Linked DNA regions of Zea mays: regions 2 and 3 are each linked to region 1. The links are chromatin contacts, called in public Hi-C maps. All regions are on one chromosome and are shown on one strand. The core of a region is the stretch at or near the end of the contact, and the rest is flanking DNA. Distances in the headings are between cores, read along the strand shown.

Region 1 (3,308 bases), core at 315-2,814:
AAAGACAATGGGGTTCTTCTTTCTCCCCATATTCTTGAGATGCAATCCCTGAGCCAACAGGGTAATGGAAAGATAGCAAGAAAGTAAGCAATTGGTAAAATAAGTGGTAAAAATATGGCATCGCTGCACTAGAGAAAATGTACTATTAATGTACTATTACATATATTGAAACTTCACATAGTTTGTGAACATCCCTTTCAAAAGAAAAAAATATGATATATGCCTTCAAATTTGCATGCACTTACATGATTAAAATAGCTGCAGAAATATACTTCTACTACTCACAACACATAAAAGCCATTTCTTTTGCAGCCTTCTAAAAGAACGTCACAAGCATGGAGTAGAGAATGTGCAGATGCAACAAGCATAATACCCAATTCTACTAGCAAAAACCAGCTTTTACAATAAATACCCATTGCAAACAAGCAACAAGGAGGCAAGACAACAAAGAACACCCAAAAACATTCATCTGGAAGTCCCTGCCCTTGTTGCAAATCACTTAATAATAATAAATCTTCACCTATATATCTATATCTATATACTATTATAATATTAAAGAGTAGAAATTTCTTCCTCCAAATTTTGGTACATCACTCTATTGGTCAGTCTGTCCCTACACTCCCACAAGCAGAGTCCTCGCCTGTTTTACTAAAAGTAGTAATATGGGATAAATTAAAGACTAGAGTCCTAATTGGTTTACTATCTCATCTGTGACCCAAACTCAAAACCTCTGATCATACGAGTTAGAATAGCAAGCGTCCAGCAACAGTACATAGTCTGATTCCAAAATGTATTGTAGCAAATGCATAAGATGTACGTCCTGTTGCAGGGCATGGGCATGTTTGCTAGTTAATAACAATGTCTTTATGCCTCTTCAAGCTTTGTACATCTGCTCCACTGCCCATGATGGAGCTAGGATTATATGACTTTGGGGCCTAACTAAGTTATTCTACTAACCAAATATAAACCATGCACTAAAGTTCTTGTTGATCTCAAAGGTTTCAACGAAAAAAATGGATCATGAGGGTCATTCATTCGGCATGCCCCCTGCCAGCCCCCTACTGACTCCGAGACCACTGTTGTCTACAACACACGGCGCCAGCCAACACTCACTTGAGTAATCAGTAATCAGGCAGAGCAGCATCCAAGTGCAACGACAGGAATCTAGGCAAACAATCCCGGCCCCAGATCAGGATCCATGCACCAAACCGCAAACCTGAAGACACCCTACAAACCCACAAAACCCTACCGCAAACACAGTCCACAACCCTAGAATCTCCTCCTGGTCCTTCCCATCCAAACCTGAGAGCCCAAACGCGCATGAAACGATCTGGTCACACAGATCGAAACGCGCAAGCCATCCCCGCGGCGCTCGATCCCGCGACGACGAGGTATAGGGGAGCAGAGCGGGTAGAGAGAGAGAACACGAACCGCAAGGGGAGACTCCGGTGGCTCGACGCGCTGATCGCGTCGGCGCGGTGCGAGGGCCTCGTGATAAGGTGGCGAGGATATGTGCTCGCTCGGGATCGGAGAGCAGCCGCAGCGCCGCGGGAGGCACCACCACGCGGCCGCACAAGCGGAGTGAGGTGGGGGGATAGGAGGGTGGAGGGGAGGAGCGCAGCGGCCGCCACGCAAAGTATTACCCTACGCTCCCTGTTCTGCGAGCCCTGAGACGGGCCAAGTACAGTTCTGCCCGAGCCCCCCGATACATGGAACGTTGAATGCTAGTCCTAGATGCACGTGGGCCTGAGAGGCATGGGCCTCTGGAGGCGGTGGCAGTAAACGGTCGGGCGACGTGGGCCCAGGGACCAGGATGGGAGATCTATCGGGGCGCCATGGATTTTTGTTTCCACATGTCACACGGCCGCGAAAATTCCGCCCCGCGCACCGACTTATACAGGGATTTCTTTTTGAGAAATTAATATTACTATTCATCTAATCTGACTAGGACTTGAACTAGAGACCTCGCAGGTTGGGAGAGAATTAATAGACTATTTTTAGAACGATTCATCCCTCCCAAACACAGCATACAAGTCTTATATCTTATCTATACTTAAAGCACCAGTTTTAACGGTCGTCATACGTCATCTTCTTACAAATAATCTCTCACAGCTATTTCAAATTAATCAGCTGCACGTTTATATAGATGGCTAAACGGCGTCCGGCACGAGCTAGACGCAATTATGGCCCGGGCACGTCATGCCGGCCTGCTAACTGTGTCGAGCCAGCTCGTTAGCCCGTCGATCCATTTAATTAAATCAACGTAAAATGTTAAAAAACAAAAACGATGCAGGAGGTGGGGTTCGAACCCAAGTCCTGATGGAAAAAGGACGAGAAACACTGGGTGAAGCTGTCTAACCAGTAGAACATCATGCTAAGATGTTTTTAATATTGAATATAAATTGTATATAGGTATATACTTTTTTTGTAAAATAAAAAAATAATGGTGTTGGGTCGGGCCAGCACTACGGGCTGTGGCTACAGCCCAAGCACGGCACGACGTTCTTGGCTCTTGCAAACATTAGGTTGTTTCTGAGACCACATTGGCGCAATGGACTACATGGTGTTTGAGGTTGCTGAATTGGATGGAGCAACAATGATTTATCACACTAACAACAAAATAAAATGTTATTGTTGGTTTTAAACGTTAGTAATTGCTACGAAGTAGCATAATTTATATGGAGTGCATCCAGTTTTTATTGATGCCTGACTTTAGCAATCACTCCATATTTTGATCTATCTTTTTTATAAGTTTGACTTCATGAGACTTATTTTAGAAACTTGAGCTCACAAATTTTGTCTTATTTGGTCTCTGTATGATGGAATTATGTCATTTTATAATCTCTGTTCATTCATCAGTCATTGTGAACTCTTTCTAATCACTCACTTCATTGGTCGTGTTGTACCAAGACATATTACATGGAGTAAACAATAACATCAATTAGCCAAATCAAAAAAATATTATACAGAGAGCGGAGGCAATCAATAAAAAATCTTCAATTTTTTTATGGATAGTTTACATGGGTATTATTGTAAGCCGTCGCAACGCACGGGCAACCGACTAGTACTATACTTAAAGCACCAGTTTCAACGGTCGTCACGCGTCATCTTTTTACAAATAACCCCTCACATTTATTTTAAATTAATTCGTTGCACGCCTATATATGGAGCAGACTATGACGGACCAGCTTGTCGGCTAGTATACTAGTCGGTTGCTACAGCCCAAGTATACTAGTCGGTTGCCCGTGCGTTGCGACGGCTTACAACAATACCCACGTAAAATATCCACCAAAAAATTCAATATTTTT
Region 2 (3,308 bases), core at 526-3,025, 730 kb after region 1:
TTCTCCCAACTTTTCTGTTTCTCCTCAAACAGAGCTAAAAAAGACACTTTCTCTACAAAAAGAGTTAGAGGAGTATGCAACATAGTTGAACACTCAAACCTTACATACTTAACTTTTTTCATCATTTTACCCATTTTGCCTATTTGAGGTCGATGTTGGACTCTAAACCATCAAGTCAATTTGACTTGATCTAGATTGACATATATGAGCTCCAACACCCTGCAATAGTCACATAGAACATATCCAGACATAGGAACAACCCAAACTAAAGGTCAAAGTGAACTTAGCTCTTTTGGGGTGCTTCTAGGTTCTGGCTTTGATACTACTCTTCCTTCTAGTGACCTTGTTCACTTCTTGAGCTTCATCTTGAGCCTTGTAACTTACACCACATAACCATAGTGTTATCTCATTGGTTATAAGTCAAGTTCTTAAGTCGTGATCCTCGATGCACCATATCTCTTCTCAACTCGATCAACCTTGACTTTGCAAGTCTTCTTTTACACCCATGGCTTTAGGTTCCTCGGCCTCTTTGACCTTCTCTCCATGCACTCGGCACCTCGAAGCTCTTCTTGTGTCCATTCTTAGCTTGATCAGTTGTCTCTGAGTTACGCACACCGACTCTCACTTAAGCAATGTCCATCTTACTTGTGACGTCCATTATCCATAGACATTCCAGTCTTTGGACCATCACACTTGTTCACTTGTGTTAAACCCTGTGAGCTTTGCATTAAGCACCTGTGCAACACTTAACACACATATTAGTCCTTTAATTAGGTTGTCATCCAAACCATCAAAACCTACAAGAGAGCTTTCAATGAGTTCTAAGGCATGGAGACAAGTAACGTGTTTTACTCCTTGCTACTTCTTTCTTATGCTTATTGCTATGTATTCATTCATATCTTATATCTTCTCCCTTAAATTAACATTCGGAGAAGGGGTAATTAAAGGGAGAATGTTGCAATCTTTTAACTTGTGTTGTCTTGTTTTTGATGTCATATAGCATCGAAAACATGTGATCGGCACATATCTATTTCATTTAAACAAGGTCTACTTTAGAGATGTAAGAATTCGTAGCAACATATGGTCATCTAACTAGTCCCAACACAATATAAAGACGAATACAAAACCAAAACCATAACTGATGGCCTGTCTAAAATGTTAGGATTGTCTTAAAATCAAAAAAATTGTTCAGCACCCTCCTACTATGGGTCTACTTATTTATCTAGTGCTAAAGTTTAGCACATATTAAAATTTAGCATATACTAAACTTTTATTTAACTTTAACATTTGAGGGTTATTTGAATAAAGTACTAAACTTTAGCACATCTGATCCACGAGAAAGGGGCAGATGGTAGGGGAGTAGGGGAGAGAAAGAGATATTTAATACAAAATAGGTTGGAAACAACTTTTAACACAGCTACTCATCTCACATTTCCAGCAATAGCGAACCATCGGTGGACGGTGGCACGCGGATCTGCAGAGTACCTGCGACAAAATCATGATATGGCGAGCGCGCGTACCGAATCAGCGAATCTGCGTCATCTCCCCTCCGCAGCTGCTCGTCCGCATTTGACAATCCGCATAGGATCCTGTGTATCCGGGCAAGAACGGCCAAAAGGTAACTGACGTGGCCACTTCCCGCGCCACTCGCTACGGTTACTGCTCCCTTGTTCAAACCTGCGCCGTCCAATTCCCCATCAATGGCCCGCACCATCTCTCCCAGTCTCCATACTCCCAACTCCACCGCTGGCAAAATCCCCCAATCTTCCGCACTCTGTAACCCCGCCCGCGATGGAGGCCGCAACCGCCGCCACGGCGGCGATGATGTGGTTCCGGAAGGGCCTGCGCGTGCACGACAACCCGGCGCTGGACGCGGCCCGCCGACACGGGGCCGGCGCTGCATCCGCGCGGCTGTACCCGGTGTTCGTGCTCGATCCGCGCTACCTTCGCCCGGATGCCGTCGCGGCGTCCCCAGGTTCCGCGCGCGCCGGGGTCGCCCGCATCCGCTTCCTCCTCGAGAGCCTCAGCGACCTCGACGCTCGTCTCCGCCGCCTAGGGTCCCGCCTCCTCCTCCTGCGCGCCCGCGACGACGTCGCCGACGCTGTCTGCGCGGCCCTAAAGGACGTAAGCATCCGGCCATTTCTGGCGCCCTGGACGTAAAGCCTACTACTAGTATCTTCTTCTTTTTTCTTTGCCCTTCCAACCGTTGGCTACACAATGACGAAATCCTGAGTTCATTTTAGTTCAGTGGAACATTGGCAAGCTGTGCTTCGAGTCCGATACCGAGCCGTACGCGCTGGCCCGCGATAAGAAGGTCACGGTGAGGCTGCTGATCACTTTTCTTCACTCGCCGGTATCTGTTTTGGGTGATGTTTCCTGATGAAGTATTTGGTACTTTTAGGATTTTGCATTGGCGTCCGGCATCGAGGTGCTCACGCCCGTCAGCCACACCCTCTTCGACCCAGAAGAAATTATAAAGAAGGTGTTCGAAACTCGAATGCTTATTATACAAGTATTCAGTACCTGTTAATTGACGACTCAATGGTCACAACCAAAAAATGTGGTTAACTGATTCTGGTTTTGCCAATGTGCAGAACGGTGGTCGGCCGCCTTTGACATATCAATCCTTTGTCTCCATTGCTGGGGAGCCGCCAGCTCCCGCCATGGAGGAATACTCCGAGCTCCCACCGCTAGGAGACACAGGGGAATACGAGCTGTTGCCGGTGCCTACGGTGGAGGAGCTTGGGTACGGCGATATCAGCCAGGTAAGGGTGAAGTCACAATTGGTCTAAAGAACTAGTATGTCAGTTACTACTGGATGTCTGGATCGGTCTCTCTGAACTGCTGGATGGCCATTCGCAGGAGGAGATTCCACCATTCCATGGCGGAGAGACAGAAGCTCTGAGGAGAATGAAAGAATCGCTTCAAAATAAGGTTGTTGCTTCCGGAATAGCAATATCCTGGAATCCATCAAGTTTGTTATTCTTTGTTGTTTCCACTGGTGATCTGAAAGTGACGATCGATTCTTTTGTTCCGTTTTGAGTAGGAATGGGTTGCCAAATTTGAGAAACCAAAGGGTGACCCCTCTGCCTTTGTGAAACCTTCAACAACCGTTTTGTCACCATATCTAAAGGTATATTTGTCAATAACTCAATGCAGATGGTTGTCCTTCCCTTCAATTTATTTAGATTATAAAGTGTTAAAAACGGATTGTCATGCTGTCATGATGCAGTTTGGGTGCCTGTCTTCCAGATATTTTTACCACTGCATTCAGGATGTGCACAGGAGCGTCAGAAACCATACAAAAC
Region 3 (3,308 bases), core at 357-2,856, 660 kb after region 1:
TACCTAATCTAATATGATCCAATCTAAAGGGAGTTACTTAAACAAGTTAGTTAATATTGGTAACATAGATTAGACCATATTCCTATAAATGGGTTTTAGACTTAAATTGGTGTCTTAGACCAACTTGTCCGTGAAACCACGACCTAGCCTATGTTATAGGTTGCCCAACCCATTTATCCCAAAAGCAAAGTAAAACTCTATTTAACCTACCTACTCCATGTACCCACAATTGTTATTCCAACTCAGATAATGGCATCTAACACCATGACCGATGGTCCCTAAATCAGACCCAAGAAGAAGGTTAACCTCGACAATGAAGGATATGAGTAGAAACAGATCTTCAGGTGAATCAAGATCCACCACCCGGAATAAAAGTCTCCCTTACCTAACTTTCTCTTACCCCCAAATCTTCTCTACACTCACCTAATAGCTAAAACCTGATGTACCCTTGTTTTCTATGCTACACCTGCTAATGGCATGAAAATTTTAGGTGTATAAAAAATATATACTAATTGGAAGTTCCACTTAGAAAAAAGATACTAGAACTTCATAAAGATAAAGTCAGCTTGATATGCTTAACTAAATGATATTCTTAAATAGGATTATAGAATCTAATGTGATCTAATCTAATGTGATCTATTTTAAACGGATTAGTGATACTGGTAGAAGAGTTTAGATCCTACTAGCCAGGTGTATAAAAAATATATACTAATTGGATTAAATGAACTAACCTTTTTGCAAGCCAGTTAATACTCATAATAATGATAAAAGGGTAACTGAGAGAGTTATCTCATACTAGATTTTTACTGCATATTCTAAAGAGTTTGAAATTCAAACTTGACGTTGATTTAAAAGTGAAATAGGAAAAATAAATCAGAAAAAAAGAAAAGAAACTCACCCAAACATGCTGGGACGAAATCTCCTAGATCGGGCCCACTTTGGCAGCCTCCCCGCACGACTACGTCTCCTTGCCATCACTTGCGTGTGGGCCCGGTGGGCAGAAGCTTCTTCCCCGGATCTCGCCGCGCCGCACGTAGGAAGTGGAGAGTTTGTTTGAGGTCGAATCGAACGGACCTAGTTGCTTGCGCCTCTGGGGTATATAGGTTGACCCCCCTTGACCATTGAGGAAGCACCGAAGCCATCGGGTGGAGCAGAGCTTCATCAATCAAGCAGAGGGGAGAGAGAAAGGGAGAGAAGCCGCCATCACTGTCCCAGGCCTAGGCTGGTGTTCCAACCCCTGCGAGTTGCTCGGGGGCTTCGCCGAAGCTTGTGGGATCTCGCCATGACATCGGATTTTGGAGGAGCGTTCGGACACTGTGGATTTTCCCCGCCGCTGTTGTAGGGCCACCATGCGCCGGGACCTGTGAACTCCTTGTTGCGATTTCCGGTGAGATCACGACCTACTAATTCCTCATCGGCTCCTTCACATAATGCGTCTAGTGAATCAAAGTTTTGGGCTCTAGCTTGTTGGGGGAAATCGCGGCCATGGCGCCACCGTGGGAAACTTGTGTGCCGCCGTTCGTCCGGTCGGCCGGGGAGGCAGGCACGTGCGGGCCACCCGATCCTATCTGGACGACTTCGATTTGATCGGTTCAGAGTAGTGATCTGGCCGTTGATTTTGTGATGAGCGGGTAAGATCAAAAAGTGATACCAGATGGGTTCAAATGAGGCCGTGTCATTGGATCGAGATCTCACGCGTTAGAATTGACCGCGACACTTTAAACTCGGAGCCATCGGATCTAGATCGGGCGGCTCTGGGCGCGTACCTGTTCGATAAAGTGAAGATTTAATCTGGGCCGCGTGTTTCGGATCCAACAGCTCAGAAAGACTCGTACCCCTTCACCCAGACGTTTTAGCATATGATCCCCTCGGTAATTTGAAAATGAACCCGCCATCCACACTTTGTGTTAAGTAGTTACAGAAAGGCCCTGATTTCTTTGATTTAGACCCCTGAACTTTTCTATAATTGTGGCCGCAGTCCAAGTAACTCAGAAATCTATTAAATTAAATACAAAAATCTTTTTAATGCAATATAACGTCCCAAACTTAGGAAATTCATAACTTGATGAATTTAGCTCCAAATTGATCCATTCCAGTTGCAATAATTTTGTTTTAATATTGTTCATCATCTAGTACCTTTGTTTAGCCATGAAACTTAAAATAACATTATTCACTTGAATTACTTTATTGTAGGTACCAAATAACTCCAGAAAATCATAACTAATTTATTTTAACTCTATTTCAATCCGTTCAAGTTGCGCTAGCTTCATATGAATATTTATTATGCAGTAACAGTATTAATGATACCTATTGCATAATTTTATAGTTAGATATTTGTTTAACCTATGTTAGTAGATTTACCCCTTTTAATCAAAGTTAATCTGTCTATAATTATAAGATGACTAAAACAAGATTTATAATTAAGTCATAACTTAAATTAAGGTTGAAATTAGTTATTGGGATATCTTTCCCACATAGTTCATAATAATCAACATAAAACCTAGTTTTCCGGTTTAATCACATAAATCCTTAGAAAATCATAACTTTATAATCGTAACTCCGTTTTTGGTAATTCCCAAACCCACGATCTCGTAGCAGCGCATAGATTATTATTATGTAGTTTGTTATTATGTTTGGTGTGATGTTAATTTTGTTTATACCATGTTTGTTTATAATGCTACGACTAGTAGTGAGGTCACGAGAATCTGAAGACCATCCTAGAACCTGGAATCTCAAGTCCCAGGCAAGTTGTGCCCTTGATCACTTTTATTTACCCATTAATGTTCTCTATAATCATTTATTCAGGCATAGGTTTAATTTTGATGGGACCCAATAGGTCACCCTAGTCTGCTTATCTTTTACCTTGTTCACCCCTGAATCATTTGGGTAGTTTTGCTATTGCTCTATGTGGTTTTGGGTTTAATATTACATTATCTTCATGTTCCAATTATACTATTATTTTATTTATGTTCATGTCGAGATCATTATTTTTAATTGGAACATGGAGCTTAACTTGAGAAACATGTGCCACCACAAGAGTGGAATGGGACGCCCTTGGCTGACTAATTAGGAAAGCTAGTGAAAGACTACCTTACCCGAAAGGAGCAAGGGCAGTAGGGGAGTAGGCGTGTAGGGAGGTTCTCAGATTGATTTTGCTGCGATGGCGGTCAGATGAGGGATTCCTATATTGCTCTTCCTAGAAATTGTAGTGGGTATCTGGAAGCTAGTGGAACTTTGTAAAGGCCTCGTAGTGGATCCCTAGCCATTCACCTGGGAAGTGTCTAAGGGCCATGCAAACCCTGGCGACA

The links. Hi-C and Micro-C count contacts between places; a contact is called where the count stands out from the background.
Region 2: a contact with region 1 is called in a Hi-C map of endosperm, with 5 times the contacts expected there. The contact joins the promoter of LOC100280217 here to the promoter of LOC100192934 in region 1. A contact is called at or near these places in 3 of 25 Hi-C or Micro-C datasets (ear, endosperm and tassel).
Region 3: a Hi-C map of endosperm shows a contact between it and region 1, with 6 times the contacts expected there. The contact joins the enhancer-like site here to the promoter of LOC100192934 in region 1. A contact is called at or near these places in 2 of 25 Hi-C or Micro-C datasets (ear and endosperm).

What each region holds. Positions count from the first base shown.
Region 1 is chr5:113,625,217-113,628,524 of Zm-B73-REFERENCE-NAM-5.0, reverse strand. LOC100192934 (Peptidyl-prolyl cis-trans isomerase CYP95) reads right to left here and starts at 1,564. Exons shown (of 14, transcript NM_001358497.1): 1 at 1,432-1,564; 2 at 1-48. The coding sequence starts at 30.
Region 2 is chr5:112,890,476-112,893,783 of Zm-B73-REFERENCE-NAM-5.0, reverse strand. LOC100280217 reads left to right here and starts at 1,775. Exons shown (of 11, transcript NM_001153148.1): 1 at 1,775-2,124; 2 at 2,249-2,320; 3 at 2,402-2,482; 4 at 2,595-2,765; 5 at 2,863-2,934; 6 at 3,047-3,133; 7 at 3,233-3,308. The coding sequence starts at 1,792.
Region 3 is chr5:112,962,604-112,965,911 of Zm-B73-REFERENCE-NAM-5.0, reverse strand. No RefSeq gene overlaps it. Among protein-coding and RNA genes, the nearest start is that of LOC100280217, 72 kb to the right of the region's middle. Within about 2 kb of position 1,606, at least 20 of the 20 cell types and tissues checked have an H3K27ac peak or open chromatin away from gene starts, as enhancers often do. A contact at or near this core is called in ear and endosperm, where this site is marked.